Linked DNA regions of Mus musculus: all the other regions are linked to region 1. Evidence: chromatin contacts called from public HiChIP or PLAC-seq and promoter capture Hi-C data. All regions are on one chromosome and are shown on one strand. The core of a region is the stretch at or near the end of the contact, and the rest is flanking DNA. Distances in the headings are between cores, read along the strand shown.

The links. HiChIP or PLAC-seq counts read pairs in DNA pulled down with a chosen protein or histone mark. Capture Hi-C pulls out chosen DNA fragments and counts their contacts.
Region 2: a contact with region 1 is called in an H3K27ac HiChIP or PLAC-seq map of embryonic fibroblasts, with 3 times the contacts expected there. The contact joins two enhancer-like sites. A contact is called at or near these places in 1 of 39 promoter capture datasets (the 3T3-L1 cell line), 1 of 15 datasets of contacts at CTCF or cohesin (the NIH/3T3 cell line), 3 of 484 Hi-C or Micro-C datasets (Sertoli cells, muscle stem cells and uterus), 11 of 115 datasets of contacts at active chromatin or transcription factors (bone marrow-derived dendritic cells, craniofacial prominence, embryonic fibroblasts and 5 more) and 2 of 9 other capture datasets (adipose tissue and embryonic tail).
Region 3: a contact with region 1 is called in a promoter capture Hi-C map of adipose tissue. The contact joins two enhancer-like sites. A contact is called at or near these places in 4 of 115 datasets of contacts at active chromatin or transcription factors (bone marrow-derived macrophages, embryonic stem cells, kidney and 1 more) and 2 of 9 other capture datasets (adipose tissue and pancreatic islet).

What each region holds. Positions count from the first base shown.
Region 1 is chr2:145,673,569-145,678,221 of GRCm38.p6, forward strand. No RefSeq gene overlaps it. Among named protein-coding and RNA genes, the nearest start is that of BC039771, 25 kb to the right of the region's middle. Within about 2 kb of position 2,398, at least 204 of the 459 cell types and tissues checked have an H3K27ac peak or open chromatin away from gene starts, as enhancers often do. A contact at or near this core is called in the NIH/3T3 cell line, adipose tissue, bone marrow-derived macrophages and 5 more, where this site is marked.
Region 2 is chr2:145,882,654-145,887,306 of GRCm38.p6, forward strand. Rin2 (Ras and Rab interactor 2) reads left to right here. Exons shown (of 13, transcript NM_028724.4): 12 at 669-832; 13 at 2,950-4,653. The coding sequence ends at 3,270. The region is part of intron 2 of Gm39954 (a long non-coding RNA gene); the gene reads right to left. Among named protein-coding and RNA genes, the nearest start is that of Gm39954, 9.2 kb to the right of the region's middle. Within about 2 kb of position 1,933, at least 82 of the 459 cell types and tissues checked have an H3K27ac peak or open chromatin away from gene starts, as enhancers often do. A contact at or near this core is called in the NIH/3T3 cell line, adipose tissue, embryonic fibroblasts and 3 more, where this site is marked.
Region 3 is chr2:145,820,128-145,824,780 of GRCm38.p6, forward strand. Rin2 (Ras and Rab interactor 2) reads left to right here. Exons shown (of 13, transcript NM_028724.4): 3 at 2,138-2,238; 4 at 2,483-2,634. The coding sequence starts at 2,612. Among named protein-coding and RNA genes, the nearest start is that of Rin2, 36 kb to the left of the region's middle. Within about 2 kb of position 2,859, at least 101 of the 459 cell types and tissues checked have an H3K27ac peak or open chromatin away from gene starts, as enhancers often do. A contact at or near this core is called in adipose tissue, bone marrow-derived macrophages and kidney, where this site is marked.

The DNA.
Region 1 (4,653 bases), core at 1,148-3,647:
AAGCATAGCTTTTCAGAGCTATCCCAGGTCTACAGTCCCTTTGAACAGCCATCTTGAAATATGCTAAAGAAGTATATGTTGGCAGTGGTCCATTTAGAATTTCCTCTGTAGGGACTCCACAGATGGATCCCAACTCTGAGACATTTTCCAGATTGAGGGAAGAGTAGGACAAAATGGGCTCCAATTTTCTGAAGAGACTGAAGACAAGGGTGGTCCATGAAGCAGTGTCCAAGGAATTTTGTAGGCAGGTAAGATGAAAGAATCAGAAGAAAAGGGTGAAGGCCAGCACTAACCTGGGGCCCACTGTCTACTAAGGTGCATCCTCTTAGGCTCAATGAGCTGGAGAAAACGAGGGGCAGGAGCACCGTCACTCTGTGTTCACATATCCAGCTTAGGAACTGTCAGTGGTCCCTTCAAAATCGGTGGGATTCCAAGTGCCTCTGCAGGGCTGTGAGCCTGCTCTGTGCCCCCTGGCGCTCTCTGTCTCTCTGTCTGTCTCTCTGTCTCTCTCTAGTTTTCTTCTCTGCTTCTACACTGGGGTTTCCGGCTACAGCAGATGGTGAAATCCACTGCTCAAATCCTCGCGAATTTCTATCTTTCCCCTCAGAGTCTATGCCCCTCCCCCATTCCCCCCAGATACTCTGCTAAACTCCCTCTCTTATTTTCCCAGGACCACCTGCAGGAGGGGTCTTCCACAGCCCAACACGATTTCATTCTATAACCTGGGACACACACACACACACACACACACACACACACACACACACACACACACGAGGGTTCCAGCTATCCTTTTTTTCCTTCATCGCTATCTAGTCTAATGTCCCAGTAATTTGCCTGTGGTGTGCGCTACTTCCCTTCTGCCAGCCCATCCTTATCCCTCTGCATGTCATAGCCACCAGAGGAGGGAAGATGATTTCTTCTCCAATACATCTCAAGCTTAGAACCCAGCCGGATGCATAGCTATTACTAAATTATTAAGCAGGCGATTCGGTACACAAAGAGAAGTGCAGTTGATGGCTTAGGTTTTGCTGGTGCTGGGCTGCTGGTACTGAGTGGTAAGTACTGTTTTGGCTTGTTTTCGCTTTTAATTTAGAAGCCTGCTTTCACAAGCATCTATTCTCTGCCTTAGGTGGGAAGTAAGCACATACAAAGATAAGGTCTCTATTCCTTTTCCAATTCTGGGCAAAACAAGAGTCTCTTTGAACACCCTTAAGACTCTCTTTGTGACACCGGCCACTTAGGTAATTGCTAGCTCAGCTTACAGGGTCTCCGTTTCCCACACCGCTCCTTCCCTTCCTTCCTGCGAAGGTTAGACTTTGGAGAGTAGGGCCAACCCCATCTCCCAGACTGGTGCCCTGCGGCAGCACGCGTACAAACCCCAGCAGCCACGCCATCGCCGACCCCAGGGTGTGGACCGCGCCTCACGCCCCCCCCCACTACTCCCACCCCCTCCACCACCACCCAACTCCCCATCTCCTCGCAGCTGGACTTCTCCAGCCTGCGTGGCCCTTTCCCCGGATCCGAAGTCGGTCTAATGCTTGCACGCATCTGAGGAAGAAAGGAGAAAGGGGAAACCTCCCAGAAACAAACTCTGGCAGTGGAGACAGGCGCAGAGGGAACCGGGTGGATCGGAGGAGGTTCAGGGCGGGTCCAGACAAGTTTGCTCCGGGTTAGGTAAACTTTTCGATTCCCAATCCATACGCCCCAGTTTGAAAGTTCCTGGTAACCCGGCGATTGCCCGAGGGTAGGCGGGACCAGGGGTCGCGCAGGCGCCTTGTTCTTCAACTCCAATCAGCTCGCCCCGACTGGGTCCCAGAGAAGCTGGGAGGGGACCCCAGAGGAGATCTTCAGAGGGGCTGGGCGGAGGCACACAAAGCCTTTCTCTCCTCCCTCCGGCCACGCCCCTTCTCTCCTCGGCCTCTTCTTCCTCCTCCTGGGCGGAGAATTCTAGTCCTACTCGGTCACTGACCTGCCGGTCGCCCCCGCCTCCCAGATCTGCACCAAGGGAGCAAGGTAAGGGGTGGCAGAGGCGGAGACCACACCTCAAGTGGGAGAACCGGGCACCATGCGCGAGGTGCAGTTCCCCACTGCCCTACTGTCGCTTGAGATAAGGAGAGAGCCAACCAGCTAGCGTCCTCAGCGGTCCTAAAGGACCGATAGTGGAAGGAGCAATGGGCAGCCAGGACACCAGGACTTGAGGCAGAGTGACATTCTGGAGTCGGATTCAAGGAAGATCACGGGGTGTCCTCGGCTGACCTTTGCAGAGATTGGGTAGGGGGCAAGCCACCGAGGGTGAGGGCCGGATGATTGGCGGTGCAGGTGCGTGTGCATACGAGCGTACCCAGGAGCTGGGAGGTAGAGAGATCTTTGTTGAGTTCTACCTGCGGCGCCGCCTGCCGTGTGTCAAATGCGCCTGTGCTGGCCAGATCCCAAGAGTCACAGTGCTGAGTTGCAGAGCACACATTGTGATCCGCCACTTTCTCCTTACAGCGAGGCAGAGGGGTCAGCGAACCCCCGGCAGGAGGGTGCTTGGGCTGTTGCAGGCAGTGATTGAGGGCGGTACAGCTATTAGTGCAGGGGTTCTGGATTCCAGCTGGGAAGGGACAGGGCCATTTTCCCCCTTGAAGGCCTATGGGTTTCCCCCTCTGAGCTGTTACTCCTCTCTTAGCCTGGGCTCCCTGGAGCTTGGCGTCCCACACTCATCCTGCGATGGAGGTTCTTCGACGGCTGGAGCATTGCAGGGTTTGCCGAAGTTCAGCCGGAAAGTGATGCTGCCTTGCCAAGAAATACAAGGCAAGGTCGGCCTTTGGGCCTTGAGAGGCGCCTCTCTTCTCAGAGCCCTCAAGTCCCTGGGGGCTTTCCTAGTTCTGCTGCAGAAGCAAAAAAAAAAAAAAAAAGCAGCCTCTGAACACAGTGCAGCCTCACTTTCTTGCAGAGCTTGGACACATTGTGGTTTCTTAGGACCATGGTACATTCACCAACCGGACTTTGTAAATATTGAAGCAAAAATAAACACTTGGCAACACTCAGAAATTAAGATAAATAGTAACCCCAGCACAATGCTTTTTAAAAAGAAACTTGTTTCCAAAGATCTGTGACGAGCAAAATGTCAACATTTTAAATAAACACAGGTGCTGGCTGTTTTGTTGGGGCATTGTTGCTCAGTGGAACCAGAGCCCCCATTTGTCCCTGCTTCGTGGTTTATGAGGGTTGACAATGGCATGCAGCAGATTGGGCAAGCTGGGCTTTCTTCATCATCTTGTTTATTGACTGCAGAGCTTTTATTAACCTTTCCCCTAGTTCAGGCTGGGGAGGATGTTTTGATAAGGGCACAGAGGGGCTCATTTTCCTTCTGGCCTCAGGCTCCCTATGTCTCTGGACTTTCATATCCTTTAGTGCTTTCACCTCCTTAGGGGACATTGGCTTTTAGAGGGGCTGCAAGGAGCCTTTATATTTAGGACTTGGGAAGAAGGGCGTTGACAGGACCTTTAGTTTGGGTTTTTTTTTTCTAGGTCATTGAGGCTGAGGCATGTGATGGAGAAGGACAACCAGCTCCTAGGAATGCCCTCATGTGCATGGGTTCTCTGATTAAGTTCCCTCTAGGGTAGGTGAGTGCTTGTTGAGAGATGACACCCGTGCTGCTTTGAATTCCAATGGACCCAACAGGCTCATGTGTTTAGATGCTTGGTCTCTAGTAGGTGGAACTGTTTAGGAAGGATTAGGAGGAGGTGTGGCCCTGTTGGAGGAGATATGTCACTGGGGACTAGGAGTGGACTTTGAGGCTTCAAAATTCATGCCATTCCCAGTGTGCTCTCTGCTTCCTGTTTGTGGATCAGGATATGAGCTCTCAGCTGCTGTTTCCATCATATCTGCCAGCCTATTACCATGCTCCCTGAATCATGGTGATGGACCCCTGTCCTCTATCCCTCTGGAATTGCAGGCCCTAGATAAACCCTTCTCTAATTTGCCTTGGCCATAATGTTTTATCATAGCAATAGGAAAGCAACCAAAACACCACCCCCCAGTGACTTTCATTCTCCTCCAAGGGGGCCCTCCCCAGGGCCTCTCCAAAGTCAAGGTTTGTGCCTACTGAAAGAGTTGTTTAGCTCCCTAGAAGCAACCTCCTTACTTAACTAAGTCCTGGTCCTCTGCTTAGAGACAGATACATCCTATCCTTTCTCAGGGGTGAGTTGCTTTGGGAGATCCCCGTCATTGAGCCCACTCTTCATGTGCATCCTGTACCATAACATGTTGCTGTACTGTCCAACCCCTATCGGTCTATCCAGGCTGTCTAAAGATCCTTCAAGAGTCTTAATGGTTTTAGTAAGGAAGGTTGCCCTGCCTTCCTCCTCCTTTTGCCTGGTGAGACAGCTACCACCACTGGAAGAGTGTGTGTGTGTGTGTGTGTGTGTGTGTGTGTGTGTGTGTGTGTGTGCGTGTGTGTACGTTCGTGCATGTGTGTGTGTGTACATGTGTGAACATATGTGATATCACTCCCAATGCATATGCCCTGAGCTCTACTTCTCCACTGTCAGCTTCCCAAAGCCAAACCCTAACCCTTGTGACTTGCCACTGAAGGAGTGTGGGTCGAATGAATGAATGAATGAATGAACGAACAGAGTATCCCTGTGCGGAAGCATTTTGAATAGT
Region 2 (4,653 bases), core at 683-3,182, 210 kb after region 1:
TAAGACAAACCAAGAAAAATACATAGATATCTTAAAATGTCTCTTGTCTGTCAGCACTCCTCACTGACAGGAGAGATGAATTTTAATGGCACTCTCAGAGGGACACCACTGTATTTAATATATAAATCTCTTCTCTTAAATGTGGCAACAGGAATGCTATGGGCTCTTGGGTGTTCCCTGCCCCTGGCACAGGCTTGGATCACTCCATAAATGTGTGTGAGATGAATGCTTGAGTAGAGATGAGTGATACGCTGTAGGGTGTGAGTCTCTGTGGAAGCGATGGAGAAATCACCGTCTACTTCCATGCCTGTAAGGCTCTGCGCCTGAGAATTCAATCAACCACAAGCTGTAAAATTTAAGGAAAAAAAATGAAACAAACACATATAAACTTTTTAATTGTCCTTTCCCCTAAGCTCTTTATGTAATGTTTCTATTCTACAGGGTATTTTAAGTCATCTAATGATGATGTAAGATTTATGGGAGGATTATGTAGATCATATGCAAATGCTGTGACTTTTTTAATGATGAATTAAGCATCCATAGATTTTAGTATACAGGGGTCAGTCCCTAGACTCTGTCCCTAGAATTGTATGACATTAACGTCTGTGCATCTCCGCTGCCATCGCCAGTGTGACACTCCTAAGGACCCATTTTCACTGCTCTTCCAGGAGGCTATTACTTGACCAGTGCCTATGGGGCGCTATCTCTGATAAAGAATTTCCAAGAAGAACAGGCTGCGAGACTGCTCAGCTCCGAAGCCAGGGACACGCTGAGGCAGTGGCACAAGCGGAGAACCACCAACCGAACTATCCCCTCCGTTGACGACTTTCAGGTACACACCCAAGTCCAAGTCCCAGCCCTGCTTCCCCGTCTCCAGGGAAGGTAGAGCTATTTCCTACAGCACATGGCCTTAGGGCCTGAGGGCCTGGCTCAGGGGGAGTCACCTTGTAGAAAAGGAATAATGAAGCCACCCTCTGGTCACTCCAGTGTCTTTAGACGTGTACACAGATGCACCTCGACTTTCAAAGGTCCATGTTCTCACTGGCTACACTAGAAGAGAAAAGTGCACTAACTGTATCTAACCTATCAAACATGGTAATGTAGGAAAACAGTGGGCACCTGTGGGGAAGATTTGTTGTATCGAATTGTGATCTTGTTGCTGATTGTCAGGGCCAGTTCATCACTGCTATCCAGCCTTATCTGGTGGATGGTATTCAATATAGCCAGCCTGGGGGTGGGGGAGGTTATAGATTCAAAACCTGGCTGTTAGGATAGTTCAGTGGTAGACCAAATGTGCAATGTCCTGGGTTCCTTCCCTAACACTTATAGAAAAAAGAAGGAAAAATAAAAGTAAAAGTCAAGACATAGTCTCTACTGGGTGTGACTCACTTTTAAACATAAAGATAAATATAATTATCTCCACATAAAACATACACACAGTTGGCCTGCTGTTAAATACCTAACCCAACAAAATGTCCAAAGGAGAAAGCCGAGGCAGAGGGAACGGATATCCAGTTTCCTCAGGAAACAGCAGTGCTTATCCTGCAGCGCCCCCATCCCCTCCCCCCCTCCACCCCTGTTACCCTTTGGGAAGTGGGGGAGGTGCAACAAGGTATCTTTCTACCGCCACCCCTCCCCACTTTCTCCTTCAAGTTCTAAACCGAATCCCCTGGAATCAGTCCGGCTCTTAGGACAGCACCTCAGTTTGAGAGGTCGAGCTGCTGTGTGGTCCCCATAGGGTGACACAGAGCCTTTCCCTGGCCCAGCAACCCCCGAGTTCCTTCTGTCTGTGCAATGGGGATCGGATCTGCAGCTCTCTTTGGGCAATCATCTGAAGGCTCCTGTGGAAGCCTGAAACGTGGCTGTGCTTTATTTCCAAGTGCTGCACAGCCAGTTCCCTAGCAGGAACCTGAAACGGCAGGATGTATTTGCCTTTGTGTCCAGATTCTCCTCCCTTGCCTTCCCCCTCCCACTTCTCTGAAAACAAGCCTTGGTTCAAAGTCAAGCCCGTGCTTGAAAAGCAAGGTCAGCATGTTCTCCAGGACTGCAATTTTCTCAGAAATTCCTTTCAGACACACCAACTACAAAAGAACAACACATGCTGTGCGCACACACACACCTGCTTAGGTTGTTCAAGAGCATCCACACGGTGAGTTGTTTAGCTCATGCAGACGTTGGGCTACTGCCATATCGGATATGCAAGGAGATGGGGGTCCCGAGAGGCTCACTGTCTCCTAAGGCACCTACATGACTCTTAATGCCAAGCTTGCAGCCGGCTCCTTTTACTTCCCCAGCATCACGTTATGCTTAGTCAGCCCCGTCTCAAAAGCCTTCTGGCAGAATCAACATCCCTTCCCTGATTCTTCCCACATTTCAGCCCCAGCCACTGGGAGACTGGGAGTCTTATGTAAGGTGGCGCCGCATGAGATCACCATTTGGGGAGAGTGGTCAGACCTCAGCAGTTTGACCAAGCATTGTTGTCTTTGGGTAGGCTTCCTAGAATGGCACAAAGCAAGCATCATGGGTGCTGGTATGTCTAGATGTTTTAAATCCCTTCCTGCTAACTGCTGCCCCAGACTCTCCTGCTGTTTGGGTTATTTTTCAAGCTGAGAAAAATCCCACTTTGGATATGGTTCACACTCTTAGTCAGGATCTCTTCAGCAGCTGGCCTTATAATGGATATAGAAAGATGAAAACCAGGGCTGGCGGGACTTCCTGTTGTTTCCCTTTGCAATGAGTTAACACGTGGCAGTTCAGTCCCCGCCATGGTCTCTGCCACTGTCCAAGTACAGATCAGAATCTTTCCTGGCAAGAGCTGTGTGGTCTGACTAAACATCTGGACAAGCCCGAGCCTTGAGTGGCTCTCCAGTTTGGCCTTGCACTTACCTCTGAACAGCGTCTGTTTTCTTTTCTGCGCTAGCTCCTGACATCTCTGTTTTCCCCTTGCAGAATTACCTCCGAGTTGCCTTCCAAGAGGTCAACAGCGGATGCACTGGGAAGACCCTCCTTGTGAGACCGTACATCACCACAGAGGATGTGTGTCAGCTCTGTGCTGAGAAATTTAAGGTGGAGGACCCTGAAGAGTACAGCCTGTTTCTCTTTGTTGATGAGACATGGCAACAACTGGCAGAGGACACTTATCCTCAGAAGATCAAGGCCGAACTGCACAGCCGGCCTCAGCCCCACATCTTCCACTTTGTCTACAAACGAATCAAGAGTGATCCTTACGGGGTGATTTTCCAGAATGGAGAAGACCTCACTCCCTCATAGGGGACACTTGGGACTTCCCATTGATACATCCAAAAAGGGAGCTGAGAGTCTAGCTTTCTGGCTGCCTTGGGTTTGAGCTTAGAAGACAGCCACCTCCTCAAGCATCCCTCAGTTCAGTGACTAAGCCATCCATAGGCTGATTTGGCCAAGGGCATCCTTTAGATACATTGCCCAGATGAGGTAGCTGAGATTTGGGAAATAGTAAGACTCTCATCCAGAAATGGTAAATTGCATTTAATGGTTCAGGTGTCCTGAGATCACTGGTTAGTTAACTAGTTAACCTTAGCCAGCTTCAGGGTTGGCTTACACATCTGTATATGTGCTGAGGAAACACTTAAGGTACAAACTCTTCTCTTGGATTCGATAGCAGCTGTTGACAAGACTGTCCGATGCAGTTCGTCAGGTCCCTCTCAGCTTTGTGGATGGCTCCATCCTTCCCTCTTGCCCTTCTTTTGTCCATCCTTCATCCTATACTTTTTTTTTTTTACAAAGAGCCTTTGTGTTTTTATATATTTCATAGAAAATTTTATAGCAGTTGCAGGTAAACTGTCAGGATTGGTTTTTAAAATATTTTTGTAACTTTTAAAATATTCTATAAGTATGCATGTGATTTAACATTTAATATTTGAAGATAAATCTCTTGCTGGATTTGAGAGTACTGCATTTTAGACGCCTCATAGATAATCTCTCTTCTATAACTGGATATTTTCGGCAAATTTGTGGGGAGAGACTTCTGGTTGTCTTAAAGAAATCCCTGACGCTGGCCACAGGCTGCCTTTGAAAAATCGGGTGTACTGTTGTTACATTGTTGTTACATTGTTCACTTTTAGCGGTGTATTGTTACATTGTTCACTTTTAGTGCTGGTGTCTGTTTATGTTTTTAAGCAATCGAGGCTGAGAATTAGAAGAGAAATGAATGTAGAGAGAGGTAGAGAGAGAAACACAGACTCTAAGGGGGGGACTGAGGAATGTAGTCTGCAGGTTCAGGCTCTTCGCAAGACGTTGGAAAAGGAGTCAGTACTGTAAAATATGTGCTGCGGTGAGCTTTGACAAAGATCTGTTCCATATGCTATCTGCTTTGGGGAAAAGTAAATCAAGGATAACGATCCCTCTGACCCATTTTGTAAGCCGACACTAAGGACATCCATTTATTTGGAGGCAGAAACCAAGTCATGTATAATACGAGTTTAGTTGAGTTCAATGAGATGTTGATGGGGAGAGAATGCACTAAAACCAAAACCAAACCAAAAACAAAACAAAACAAAAAACAAACCTTCTGTATTTGGTTGGGGCATGGTAGAGCTAACATTCACACACTAGCATGCTGGGTTCCATCCTCAGTGTGACAAATAATGAGCAAAACAAGCAGAAAACATGGATGTA
Region 3 (4,653 bases), core at 1,609-4,108, 150 kb after region 1:
AATTAAAAATACCCACTGGCTTTTACTGCAGGAAACTCAAAGGCATGAAGAGTGTAATATTTTTATTAATATTAACATCATCTAGTGCTTGCATACTTCATTTTCCAGGTTCTGGAACTTTATGGATGATAGACTGTTCCTTTGATCTTTTCATGTCATTCAGAGCTCTATTTCCTGTGTAAACACCTTTTCCTGATAACCCACACTAGGTAGCAAGGCCCCTTAGTTACCCCCTAAGTACCCCTTATCTACCTTCAATCCAGAAAGTCTCAACACTCAGTTCTGGGGTCTATTTCTCCAACCAGTGAAAACTGAAACCTGCCAACCTTACTCTCTCCACTTCATGCCTGGCATGAAGTGGGTGCCCATAAAGGTTTGAAGCTGAATGGATGAATAAATGAAGTCAGACTTTTCAAATAGCTTATAAATCGTCTCATTGAATGTTAGCATAAGCCACATGTATATGAAAAATAGCTGCACTTTCAAAAGTCTGGAACAGAGTAGCAACCATACATGCTTTCTACACACTTACAGTGACTAGTCATATTGGGAAGCTGGAGAGTGTATCTCGGGGGAGTCTCACTGGCCTGGTATGCACAGATCCTGAGTTCAGTCTTCAGCAATGCCAAAGAGGAGATAGGTGGACTTGTGGAGGATTGGGCTGGGAGGAACCAAGGTGAATGGATGAGCCTGAGATTTACTTCAGCCTTTGGGATGAGATGGGGCCTCTTCAAAAGAGGTGAGGGACACAAGACAGCCAAAGTCATTACCAGAAGAGGTCACAGTTATCCCCTAGATGTCTCCAGGGTCTTCCCCAACCTGAATTACTCACTCCTAGCCTTGAGCAAACTCCCCACCACCACCACCCCATAACATGTCTCCATGCTTTTATGGTTTAATTTCAAGATTTTATATTCATTTGTTCACTCATTCAATCATTCATGCAGGTGTGAGGATTCCCATGTTGTTCAGTATGGTCTTAGTCTTCTGTGTTCAAATGATCCTTCTGCCTTTACCTTTCATGTAGCTGGGAGCAGAATGACCCACTGGCTTCACATTTATCATCTTAAAAGGCTAAGCTAGGCATAGTAGTAGCTCATGTCTAGAATCCTACTGTTCAGGAGGTTGAGACAGGAGGGTTGCCTTGAGTTGTAGGTCAGCTTTGGTGTACACAGTCAGTTTCAGACCAACCTGAATGACCTAGCAAAAAACCCTTTCTCAAAACACCAAATCAAAAACTACAGTGAAAGAGAGAAACTGAAGCAGGAGGATCTCAAATTCAAGGCCAAATTGTCATACTTAGTGAGTTCAAGGCTAGCCTAGGCTACATGGTAAGGCTGGCTCTTCAAGGCTAGCCTAGGCTACGTGGTAAGGCCTGGCTCACTCAATGACTCAGTTAACTGATCAATGAAAACTGGAGATACAGCTCAGGTAGAATATTTACATAGTGTGTATGAGGCCTGGGTTTATTCCTAGAATCTTGCCAAATTTGAATTTGTAAGTACTGCATTGTTTTCTTGTCTATTTTTTTTTTTGAACCAGTGTCTTGTTGTGTAGCTTAGACTACTTTCAAATCTTTATACCCCTTCCTCAGCCTCTTGTTGCTAGGATTATCGTTGTGTGCCACCATGCCTTGTTACACACACACACACACACACACACACACACACACACATATATATATATATATATATATTTTTTTTTTTTTTTTCCTGAGACAGGGTCTCACTCTGTAGCCCTGGCTGGTCTAAAACTCACTATGTAAACCAAGATGGCCTCTACCTCACAGAGATCCTTGAAATATTTCTTTTGACAAAAATGAGTTTGGAGACCTGGTTTGAGTAGGATTTATTTATTCTTCTATATTCATGTTGAGCAACCCAAGCTGGGTGTCAGAATCTTTTCCTTATTACAATACTGAAACCCCAGCTCTTTCCCAATATCAAAACCCAAGTCCTTCCTCTTTTTAAAGGGGACCTGCTCCTCCCCCTTTATTTTTTCCTCTGGTTAGAGGAAATTCACAGAGCCAAGATTTAAAACTGGGGGTAGGAGGGTCATCTGTTGAGGGCTCCCTGGCTTTAGGAACACGGCCCGCCTCTTCACTTCCTGACGTCATGCTATTTTTGTCTCTGTATAGCTCATTGACACGATCGCCTCGGAGATCGGAGAACTGAAACGGGAGATGGTGCAGACAGATATCAGCCGGGAAAATGGCCTGGAACCTTCTGAAACCCACAGGTGATCAAAGACAAAGCTAGGTGCTTGTTGCAGCGAGCTGGGGGACGCAGAGAAGCTGGTGAATGAAGAGGGCTGGCAATCCTGTCACTCCTTCAAAGTTTGGGCACTGGGAGTGTGGTGATACCACCAGATGAAATTCTCTGTAGGAGGTGGGAGTGGCCTAGAAGCTCCTTGCCTGCTTGTTTATTTTAATTGCTTTGAAGGCACTTGAACTTTCTACCTTCTTGATTCCTCCTGGCACCAGAACCGGGAAATTGTCAGTCACGTATCACAGTGATGGAAAGAGTAATACAGCGGACCTTCCGTGCATGAAGTAGAATTCAGTATAGCCCTGGAAGTCTCCAGAAGGTTTAAAGGGGAGCAACTAAAGAGGATGGACCCATTTTGCATTCTCAGGTCAGAAAAATCCTCAGATCTACAATAGCTATTAACCTGAAAAGCCATCAGGGGGTTTATAACTAAATGAGGTCATAAATGGCTGTGCCAATTTGGCATGCTGCATACTCTTTGAATATGTAGGAGGGGCTGGTTTTGCACTGGAAAATTATCTTTACAGGGGTCAGAGGTGAGGTTGTAGGTTGAAGGTCAAACCTCTTAGCTCTTTGATAGAGCCTTAGTTGTTGGCAGAAAAGCAGAAGGTCATTGCTACTGAATGATGGGCGTGTTGGTTGGGGCCTAGAAAACCAGGTTCATCACCCCACCCCCTCTTCCCTGCTTGAGGCTGCATGGAATAGTACAAAGTTAAGATTTATTATGTGAGTCTGCTTGCAAGTCACAGGACACGCAGACAAACCAGGTGACACTGGTTGCCCAGGCAAGTTTCAAACCAGCCTGACTTGTTCTCTGCCCAAGACTGAGGGAGGGGAAAAAAAAGCCACCAATCAAGGGAGGCGGTTGCTAGGCAGCTAGAAGGTGGTGCTGGAGCTGCATTTGCCTTAGCTGGGCAAGTTCTAGGTACCCTCTACTTCCTGGCCATTTCTACAAAGTAGTGGAGGTAGACCAGGTGTCCTTCCATGCTTCTTGGCTTTTAGTGCTTTCTTTATACCCTGGTGTGAATGGACTTTGATTAGTTACATTGTTTTCTCCCATAAACTTGACACACATGCTCAGTGCACAATGGTTTTCAGCTAGAGATTTTCCCCCCATCTCATATCCATAGTTCAAAGGCTATTCTTGGAACTTTTGTGCAGGGTTGAGCTTTAGTCTCTGCACTGCTATATGTAAGCAAAACTGGAGTCTAGGCTGATAAGGAGTAGAATTTAGTGACATTTGTTTTGTCTATGTCTAGGAGAAATGGAAACCATGTCCCCAAGCTCTGCAGGGGACAGACACAGAGTGAAAAAGATCTCCTCTAAGTATAAGTCACAGGGGTTATTAAGGTTTTGGGGGGGGGGTGGGCTGCAAACCATTGAGATCTTACTTCCTGACCTCAGCAGATAATAGGGTGAGAGCTGGAGTTCATTTAATCACTAACATTGCTTGTGTTTATTTGTGGTGCATGCTGAGTATATGTTGCACTTCTGAGGCTCACTACACTGAGTATACCACACTCCCAGCCCTAATATCTCTTTTCATCTTTTTCTTTCCAAATTTAAGAATGATCAAAAGTGTGGGACGTGACTGGTCATGGTAGTGAATGCCTTTAGTCCCAGCAGAAGTAGAGGCAGGCAATCTCTGTGAGTTTGAGCCTAACCTGATCTACATAGCAAGTTCCAGGTCAGCCAGAGATACATAATAGATAAACCTGGTCTCAAACAAATCAGCAAACAAAACCAAAAAGAATGACCAAAAGTACACCACAATAACATATTTGTTCAAACTAATATCCTTGGATACTGTGTTCATTAACATGGAATTTACTCATTTTTAGAGGTACCTTACTTGCCAGACATAGTAGCAAATATTTGTTTTATAGATAGATAGATAGATAGATAGATAGATAGATAGATAGATAGATAGATATAGCGAGATAGAGATAGAGATATTGTGCTTATTATGTGTTGGCCTCAGGAGTTTGAAGCTACCAGCCCATTGTATCTCCTAACTATTATAAAAGACAGAGAGAGGTCCATTATTAAGCTTGTTCTACTCATGTGGAAATTGATAATGTGGCTAAAACATCAAACCAACAATTCTTGGTCATTAAGATTTTTTAGAAGCAGTGACTGCTTTTAATTTATCCATTTTCCCAATGGAGGTATCAGGAGAGCCAGGCAACAGGGAGGTAGGAAAAAGAGACTTTGAGTTGTTTCCAGAACGAAGAAAGACATAGCCATGGGTACAAGACCACAATTCCATCCTGGAGTTGTATTACTGCTGTAGAGAAAAGTGGTTGAGCACACAGAACTTGTGATCCTGAGACTTCAGGGGCTGAGGCAGGAGGATGGAAAGTTCAACCTAGAAAGAGGGAGAAGA